Linked DNA regions of Mus musculus: all the other regions are linked to region 2. A link is a contact called in public Hi-C data. All regions are on one chromosome and are shown on one strand. The core of a region is the stretch at or near the end of the contact, and the rest is flanking DNA. Distances in the headings are between cores, read along the strand shown.

Region 1 (2,700 bases), core at 32-2,531, 310 kb after region 2:
GGATATGTGTAAGAGTACAAATATGACCTTAGAATTCCTTCTTGCTGAAGAGAGTTTATGCTATAGACAAATTATAAGTTGCATTTGCCAAACCAGAACTGCCTAGAACAGTCTGCAGCAGTGAACCCCTGACTCTGGGAAATTAAAATGTTATGCATTGTGCAAATTTAGCACTTTCTACTCATTAAAACATTTGCGTGTCACACAGCTCGGCTCTTCCATCGGTTCTCACCAGAGGAAGTAGCAGAACTCTCTGCATGTAAATTTCAGTGTGGACACGCTGCATACTGGGCTCCTGCAACACCAGGTGCTTAAAACATAGGGAAACCATTTACCTAACAAATCACCACACTCTGGGTTCAGAATGACGTGTTTATAACTGCCTGCGGTGGGCACTTGCCAAGGTGCTAGTCACTTTGCAGCAAAATTCTTGTCAACACAGCAGTTTGGGAGGAAAGCGTAGCTTTGCGTGTTAGACAGTGTGCACTTTTTTTATCTGAAGTTAGAAGTTGATGTCATAGCTGGGTTTCTATAGTTCTTGATATGCACAGTGTCCCAGGTGGCAAATAAATATTCTGCCCATGAACTTCCTGCCCAACACAGCCCTCGATAGTCTCCAGCATAATCAGTGTGCTCTGCCTTTCTACTTTCTGCTAAAACATTTTCCTGCTTTTGAAAGCAAGGATGTGGTCAGAAACTTTAGGCCGCAGAAACCTGATGCACACCTCTGGAGCCCAGAGAGGCTCGTGCAAGGAAACAAAAGCAAGAGCTTTCACCTCTGGTAGCCTTGCTGGTAGATCAGGAAAATTGGAGCTATATAGGCTGAGAAAAATGCCACTATACAGGCAGACCAAAATGGACTTGCTGTAAGGGTGTTAAATTGACTTTTATTTGAGCATAAAAAGTCATCAGATTGGCTGATACTCTTTAGGATTAAATCACCTTAGTTCAGGATTCTACTGTTTTACTCTTTTTGTCGAAAGTCTTTGTTATGATGGAGTCATGATGAGTGTTACCACCCTTGAACATACTAATGCTTTATTCTTCTTCTAAAACATTGATGGCTTTGGATTGTCCAGCATAAAAGCACTAGGGCACCTGATGTATACATAAGCTTGTTTCTGGTGAACTGAGATGAATTTCAGGCAATTATGCTGCATCCGCTATGAGTCCTGAGATAAGATCTTTTTCCTGCTGGGCTGTTAATCATTTGCTGCCTGTTTTCAGAACGTGTGCTGGTAACTGTTTCAAACAAGGTCATGAACCAACTTGGTGTGGCTTGGCCAGTGTCCCATAAAAGATGGAGCAACAGATAGCCACAGGTACCTCAGCTGTCTGACATCCATAAGAAAATGCTCCTTTCCATTTTTGTTGTCGTGTCTTCAATTTTACATATTCTGAAGCTTGGGTTTGTGTAAGCCCAGTCAATAATGAACCCTCAGAAGAGTAGGTAAACGACCTTGGTGTTTTTAACAAACCTGACCTTTGACATCATTAGTGTTCTGATGGGTTTATAAAATAATCCATGACTCTGACTCGGAAGGAGGGGAAATAAAAAGAGCCTGGGCATGTTTATCTTTGAGTCACTCTTGAGGGTTAACAAGAAAATTTGCATCAGAAGAAATGTGATCGAGATGCAAATATCCAACTTGTTAGGTTGGTGTGCAATCACTGGCAAACAGATCAGGCAGCCAGGTCAAGGAAAGGGGCAAGTCTACCTGGAGAGGATTCTTCTAAAGATCAAATCTTAAGTGAAAAACAAACAAACAAACAAACAAACAAAACCCTTAGAAAGATTCTTAGTGAGTGTGTGTCTAATAGATAAATACAACTAAACTAACTAAAATTTGGTGATTTGAGAACATTAGTTTAAGCCAGATGTGTAGCTCATGCTAAGGCTGAGGCTAGTTTAGGCTACATAGTGTGTTCTAGACCAGAATGAGCCACACCTTAAGATCTTGTCTCAAACATTAAAAAATAAAATAAAACAAAACAAATACACACTTGCAAAGAAGGTGTAGCATACTGCAAACTGTTGAATGATGCTGTGTAACTATTGAGTTATGATGTCACCACCAGCTCAGAGAAGAATTGGTCCTCTACTCTAAAGGTCTCATAACGTCCTGAAGCCTATTTATGCATGTTATTATAACACAAGCAATGCCATGTCAGGCAGCAGTAAATAAACTGTGGAGGCAGGAGAGAATACTTATAGTACCATAGCATCTCCATTGACTAGCTTGGCTCCAAATGTAGAGAGTTTTAATTCCTACAGCATCTATGTGCATGCTTTCCTTTTAAATATTCCCTAAGTCTGGGTCAAGAGTTCTAAAATTTTAGAGAACCTGCAATTATAATATCTCATTTTTATAGTTAAAGGAACTTCAGCTTTAATTTTAATCCTATTTAATATCATAAAGCACGGTTAGGCTGTAGCTGAAATTGTTCCTGACTGTAGTCTTCAATGTCAGACATGGCCAAATAGAAGCCAAAATGACTGGAGTTTAACTTAATTAATACCCAAAAGATAGAGAAAAAAAATAACTTCATAGATGGATCTTTTGACTGCCACTAATAATTGTTCTATTGTGCAAAGTAAGAAACTGAAACACTGAATAGAAATGACTGACCCTCCTGAGACCCACAGGCAAAGGTTGGAGCCACTACATAAACCCAAATCTTTCTCTCCTTTTACAATAG
Region 2 (2,700 bases), core at 142-2,641:
ACTTGAAACTGAACCTTTACGTGATAAAATTATTCATTTTAAATGCACAAACATCGGGGATTTTTCACACTATCTTGTGGAGCTTAGCTGGTGTGTTCAGACATTCGCCTTCCTTTTGTCTAGGCTGGGCTTGTTTTACCCACTCCTCCTCACACTCCTCCTTCATCCTTTTATCACGAATTCACAACCTAACTACTCCCCAAAATGTCTTTCTGTACTGAAGCAGATTTAGTCCTCTCTCCTCGCTCTTAAGAATTTGGAGACTAAGTTATAGGTTCCAACATCAAGTTGAGCATCTGCAAATTTTGTTCTTTTTTTTTTTTTTTTGGGGGGGGGGGGGTTCTCTTGGTTTTGCCGCGGCACTCTTTAAATGTTCAATCTCAGCAGCCACCAAGATGAACAAGCAAAAAAAAAAAAAAAAAAAAATCAGTACCGAGGGAGTTTCCATTGATTTCCAGTTTTTGTTCCACCACAAATAGGTCACCGGCTCGCAGAGCATAAAACAGCCTGACTGGCGCTGACAACCCAAAGATAGTGGGCTGAGCCACTACAAATGCTTCTTGCCTTCTTTCCCATCTATGCGAACAAGTTCCAGCCCGCCTCCGGCTCAATCAAGCGCAACTCCCTAAATCCTAGAGCGAGAGCAGTCCTGGGGCATCTGGCTTAGGCTTGGCCGGCTCAGGGACACTGCCAGGCGGTGGGCTGAGCTCCGCTGGACACCGCCAAGTGGCCTGAGGCGTGCCCGCAGCGCTTGCGGAGCAGGAGTCTGGCGCCAGGCGGGGAGACTGTGCTGCCCCTGGCCGCAGTTGCCTCTGCCCCCAGGTGTCCCTTGTCAGCGCCGGAGCGAGTGAGCAAGTGAGCAAGTGAACCCAGTGGACTCCACCTTCCGCGCGAGGCGTGGATTTCGCTCCATCCTCGCTTACATAAGGCGGGCGAGCGCGCTCCCGCCGCCGCTTCCCCCCGCGCGGAGTGGGGCCGCGCCCTCCACGCCTCCTCTGCGAGCGCCACCCAGGACCCCCGCTCGCCCCACTCCTGGAGGCGACAGTCGCTGGACCGTCGGCGGGCGGGCGGCAGCCCGGGAGTCTCTCCGGCACAGAAGCGCAAGGATCAGAGCGGGGAGCGCCTCGCTGGCTCGCCACTCCTCCCGCTCTTGCCACCTCCCCATCCCCGGCGCCTGTGCGATCCGAGCGGGCGCGGGGACCCGAGAGCAGCGCCCGCTCGGCTGGCGGCGGAGCTGCGGGAGCTGTGGTGGTGGCCGCGCTACACCTCCCAGCACTTCCCGAGTGGGGGCAGAGCATTAGCAGCCGGGAGACGTCAGTGGCTAGGCGCAGTGGACGAGGGACCTTCAAACTCCTCCTCGGAGGCTCCTCTCCACCCCCTTTGGCCCCTGCCCTTGGAGAAAGTGGAGTGTGGCGCTCAGGCTGCTGTTATTTCTCAGGACTGCCTGGCGGTGGCCGGATCCAGCCTCCTGCCTGGCTGGGCTTTCGGCTGTTTGCGCGTCTCCTGGTGGCGTTTCCCTTCCCCGTACACCTCTGCCGACGATGAGGAAAGGTCTGAGGGCGACAGCGGCCCGCTGCGGACTGGGACTAGGATACTTGCTGCAGATGCTTGTGTTACCTGCCCTGGCCCTGCTAAGCGCCAGTGGCACCGGCTCCGCCGCTCAAGGTAAGAGGGTCTTCAGGGCGCGGCAGTCACCTCCCTTTGCTTCTGTCTTCCCTCTCTTCTACCTCTATTTGTCCCCGGCGCTCCTTGATTCCTCACCTGCCTAGTTGCCCCCAATGGAAACCACTTTAAATCCCACTTTCCCAACTAGTTAAGAAACCAGATTTTCAGTCTTAGCTCTGGATCTGGGTAAGGATGGACCCGGGGTGTGTTAAGTGTAGCTGCTGTCTCGGTGCCTGTGGGATCCTGGAGTGTCTTTTGCACTTTCAGACCCACAGACGCACGGTTTTGAATATTGTGTAGCCGGGGGTTTCCAGAGGCACTGATAGTGGCGTTGTGGTATGTGCCCCAATATGTGTAGTGTGCCGAGGCTTCTCGCTGTGCGCGATGGCTGCGCTTGCAGGGTTTTCTTCCACCTCCGCTAAGGAAATATGTCCATTACCGCCAAGGACCCATAGGCGCTGGTGCCCCTAGACTGCTGATGGGGCGCTATGGAGATGCTCAATTCGCCCAGAAAGGACAGGCTCCGGGTGTGCCTGCTTCTCCACTCACAACCTCTTCGTGTCCCGCTCCGGACAGGCGATCCTTGAAAAACTTCAAAACCACAGCTCTAGTGGGTGACTCTAGCTGTTCGAACCAAATCTGCAACTCTCTGGGGGAAAGGACGCTGCTAACCAGTTTATAACTGACATTTTAATGCGTGTAAGCCTCGAAGTGTGTGGCACTCTGAGCAAAGCCGGAGTAGGAGGACAGTGGTCCAGAGTTGGGAATGTCTTGTACGGGTAGAGGGAAGACACCTAGACTGAGGTTCATCTTGGAGGCTTCTTTCTTGTTCATTGAGTTTTAGAGGGAGGTGCAGCTCCCAGACTTATTCAAACCAGTTCCCACCCAGATCCTTCTTTGCCATTTTAAAGATTTATTTATTTATTTATTTATTTATTTATTTATTTATTTATTGTCTATAGCCAGAAGGCAACACAGCTTTGCCTGGAGAGAGAGGCAACAATTCAGAACCAGCTCAGAGACCTTCCCTTTTCT
Region 3 (2,700 bases), core at 142-2,641, 490 kb before region 2:
TCCTCAAAGAGCATATTATAACAATTTGTACCCAACGAGTTTTAAATCAGATTTTTGAAAATGTTTTCATAATAATCCATCAGCACACATTCCAAACTGGTGGCTAGATGGTGTGGGGCTTGGGCATAGCTAGTTTCCATGAGAATAGGGGCAAGGCTTAGGTCTGCTGAGCCTTGGTCTCTTCTCTACTGCAGCAGAAGCTAATCCCTAGGAGAACATGGCAGGCATGTCTGTGGTTCACAGTAAGAGGCTAAGTAGCTTTAAGTAGCCAAGTTAAGGCAGAATGGGAGAAAGATATGGGGTGTTCTATTTCATTTTACAGTGCAAGTTATAGGTCTTCCGCTCATGAGACTTCATATATTTGCAAAGACCAAGTTCTTATCTTGTTTTCTGTCATGTTCAACATAAATGTATTTAACGTCTCATATTTGCTGCTTTAGTACCAACTTTCAGAACTAGACACCAGACAGTAGGACGAGAAGGCAGGATACTTATTATTATGCTTTTAAGAAAATAATTGAAAATAATTCACATTGTCTTTGCTAATATCTTTTTACCAAAATTAGTCATAAGACCATATCTGACTACATTAGAAATTGAGAAACAATGTTGTTCTTGGAGACTTTAAACTCAGATAAATCCTGAAAATAATAAGGAAGTAAAGAAGGAGAAACATTTTCAGTGTTGTTTTCTACTATTTTGCATACTGTGTTAAGATGCAAATGCATCTCTTGAGTTGAAACTCTGTGGATCTGTGTCTCAGCTTCATCAAGCATGTTATCTCATTCATGCCCCATGCTGATCCTCTGACTCATGCAGTCTTCCAACTGTTTTAGAGAGGAGAAAGCACAAGCCCAGAAAATGTACAACTTGCCCAGGACTGTGTACTGAAGTGCAATTGAATCCTGGCTCTGCACTGTAAGACCTTCCATGTGTCTCAAGGGTAATGAGAGACTTCCTCAGCTTCCCAGGGACTCAAGTATAGAGACTGCCTCTTTCTTTACTACTTTCATTAATTTCTGATGATTATAGCTTTCAAGAAAGCCATGCTTATACATTTTTAGTCCTTCCTTCTTTGGCCTGCTAATTTGTCAGTGTGATGCGTCCCACTGTTTTTGCACCTGTGCCTGTTTACATAATTTTTTTCCCTGAATACAGTTGCTTATTAGGAACATTGCTAGAGATATTAAAGTGATGTTGATGCTTGCCCACCTACATATAGACCTATGTGAATCATGCTCTCTCCATTATGATATGGCTAGATAGAATCCATCTAAAATTGCTCTTAAGCACTTAGAATTGTGTCAATGATAAGCCTTGAACTTGAACATTACCTAACAGAACCACGTGAACCTGACAGTCTTCTAGCTCCCTGCATGTGTGGTATGAGGAAAAGCAGGGAACTTGTATCTGAGATTCCTTTCTGTCACATAGTTCATGTTGCCATCTGGCTGCCTTAATTCCCACCCACTGCTTGAAATATGTGTTTATAGAAATAAATATGAAGCTGCAAATAAAGTAATATGAAAGCTGCAAAAGTCAAAATGCAGTTCTGACAAAGAATGAAGCCGGGGTTTTAAAAATAGCTCTTCACCATCATTTCCAGGTACTGTATAGATCAGGAACTCTGAAAACACATACATGCTGTTCACTACATTATGTGGTAATGAGTTTATTAATTTCCATACTCTTGCCACTGACTATTTTACTTGCGTTGCCTGAAATAACATCGTCATGAATCTCTGAATACTTCATTAAATAACAAAATAGTCCATTTTAAACTGACTTTAGGTTTAGGTATCAATGTGCTTGAGATGATGGTTGCGCTTTTGTAGTGAAATACGTGTTGGGGATGATACTCTTGTAGATTTGAAAGTTGAAATCCCTCTTATGGAATTTATATACATATATGTATATGTGTATATATATATATATATATATATATATATATATATATATATATATATTACTTTTGAGCATTTTAATTATGCTGCAGGGCTTGGAAGATAGCATAGTTAGAAAAGCTCTTGCCTGGACCATGAGGTCCAAGTCCAAATCCATGTGAAAAAAGCAAGTTAGATTAAATGTGAGGTTGACATTTACTCCTAGTGCTTTGGGTGTGGAGAACAAGCAGGGCCTTAACGTTCACTGATCATCCAATCTGGTCTCCTTTAGGAGTTCATGTCACCCAGACTGGCAAAAATAATGGACAAATGAGAGGAAGATGGAACCAAATAATGGAAACCAAGGTTACTTCCTAACTTCCACATGTGAACAGATAGTAGGCACCAAAGACATGTCCAAACATACGTAGAGTAACATACACACAGGTGTGTACATGCATACAGATACAAACACACACACACACACACACACACACACACACACACACACACACAGAGAGAGAGAGAGAGATATTATAAAATATTCCTCTTCCACCAGGAAGTTTTGATGTGCTGTCAGTGGTAAGCAACAAATGTTACACTGATAATTATGGCAACCATGATGATAATATCAGCTAAGTTTAACTAAGCAATTATTTAAGGGTTCAATTCAAGAACATAGAAACTCAATAAAACATTTCAATTGCCATCACACACACACACACACACACACACACACACACACACCTTGTTGCAATTTGAAAATAATTTAATAATGTACTATTCTTGAATGCTGATGGCCTTATATAAAAGATTA

What was found. A called contact is a pair of places that touch in the nucleus more often than the background predicts.
Region 1: a contact with region 2 is called in a Hi-C map of the N1E-115 cell line, with 10 times the contacts expected there. The contact joins the enhancer-like site here to the promoter of Unc5c in region 2. A contact is called at or near these places in 5 of 39 promoter capture datasets (3T3-L1-derived adipocytes, embryonic stem cells, hematopoietic stem and progenitor cells and 2 more), 2 of 484 Hi-C or Micro-C datasets (the N1E-115 cell line and nephron progenitors), 6 of 115 datasets of contacts at active chromatin or transcription factors (embryonic forebrain, embryonic hindbrain, embryonic limb bud and 3 more) and 1 of 9 other capture datasets (embryonic stem cells).
Region 3: a Hi-C map of cerebellar granule neurons shows a contact between it and region 2, with 4 times the contacts expected there. The contact joins the enhancer-like site here to the promoter of Unc5c in region 2. A contact is called at or near these places in 2 of 39 promoter capture datasets (embryonic stem cells and hippocampal neurons), 4 of 484 Hi-C or Micro-C datasets (cerebellar granule neurons, cerebellum and cortical neurons) and 4 of 115 datasets of contacts at active chromatin or transcription factors (embryonic forebrain, embryonic hindbrain, embryonic limb bud and 1 more).

The regions. Positions count from the first base shown.
Region 1 is chr3:141,778,145-141,780,844 of GRCm38.p6, forward strand. All of the region lies in intron 7 of Unc5c (unc-5 netrin receptor C), which reads left to right. Among named protein-coding and RNA genes, the nearest start is that of Gm15689, 96 kb to the left of the region's middle. Within about 2 kb of position 1,282, at least 22 of the 459 cell types and tissues checked have an H3K27ac peak or open chromatin away from gene starts, as enhancers often do. A contact at or near this core is called in the N1E-115 cell line, where this site is marked.
Region 2 is chr3:141,464,173-141,466,872 of GRCm38.p6, forward strand. It overlaps Unc5c (unc-5 netrin receptor C), which reads left to right and starts at 1,392. Exons shown (of 16, transcript NM_009472.4): 1 at 1,392-1,665. The coding sequence starts at 1,542.
Region 3 is chr3:140,969,275-140,971,974 of GRCm38.p6, forward strand. No RefSeq gene overlaps it. Among named protein-coding and RNA genes, the nearest start is that of Gm32875, 6.2 kb to the left of the region's middle. Within about 2 kb of position 1,392, at least 3 of the 459 cell types and tissues checked have an H3K27ac peak or open chromatin away from gene starts, as enhancers often do. A contact at or near this core is called in cerebellar granule neurons and cerebellum, where this site is marked.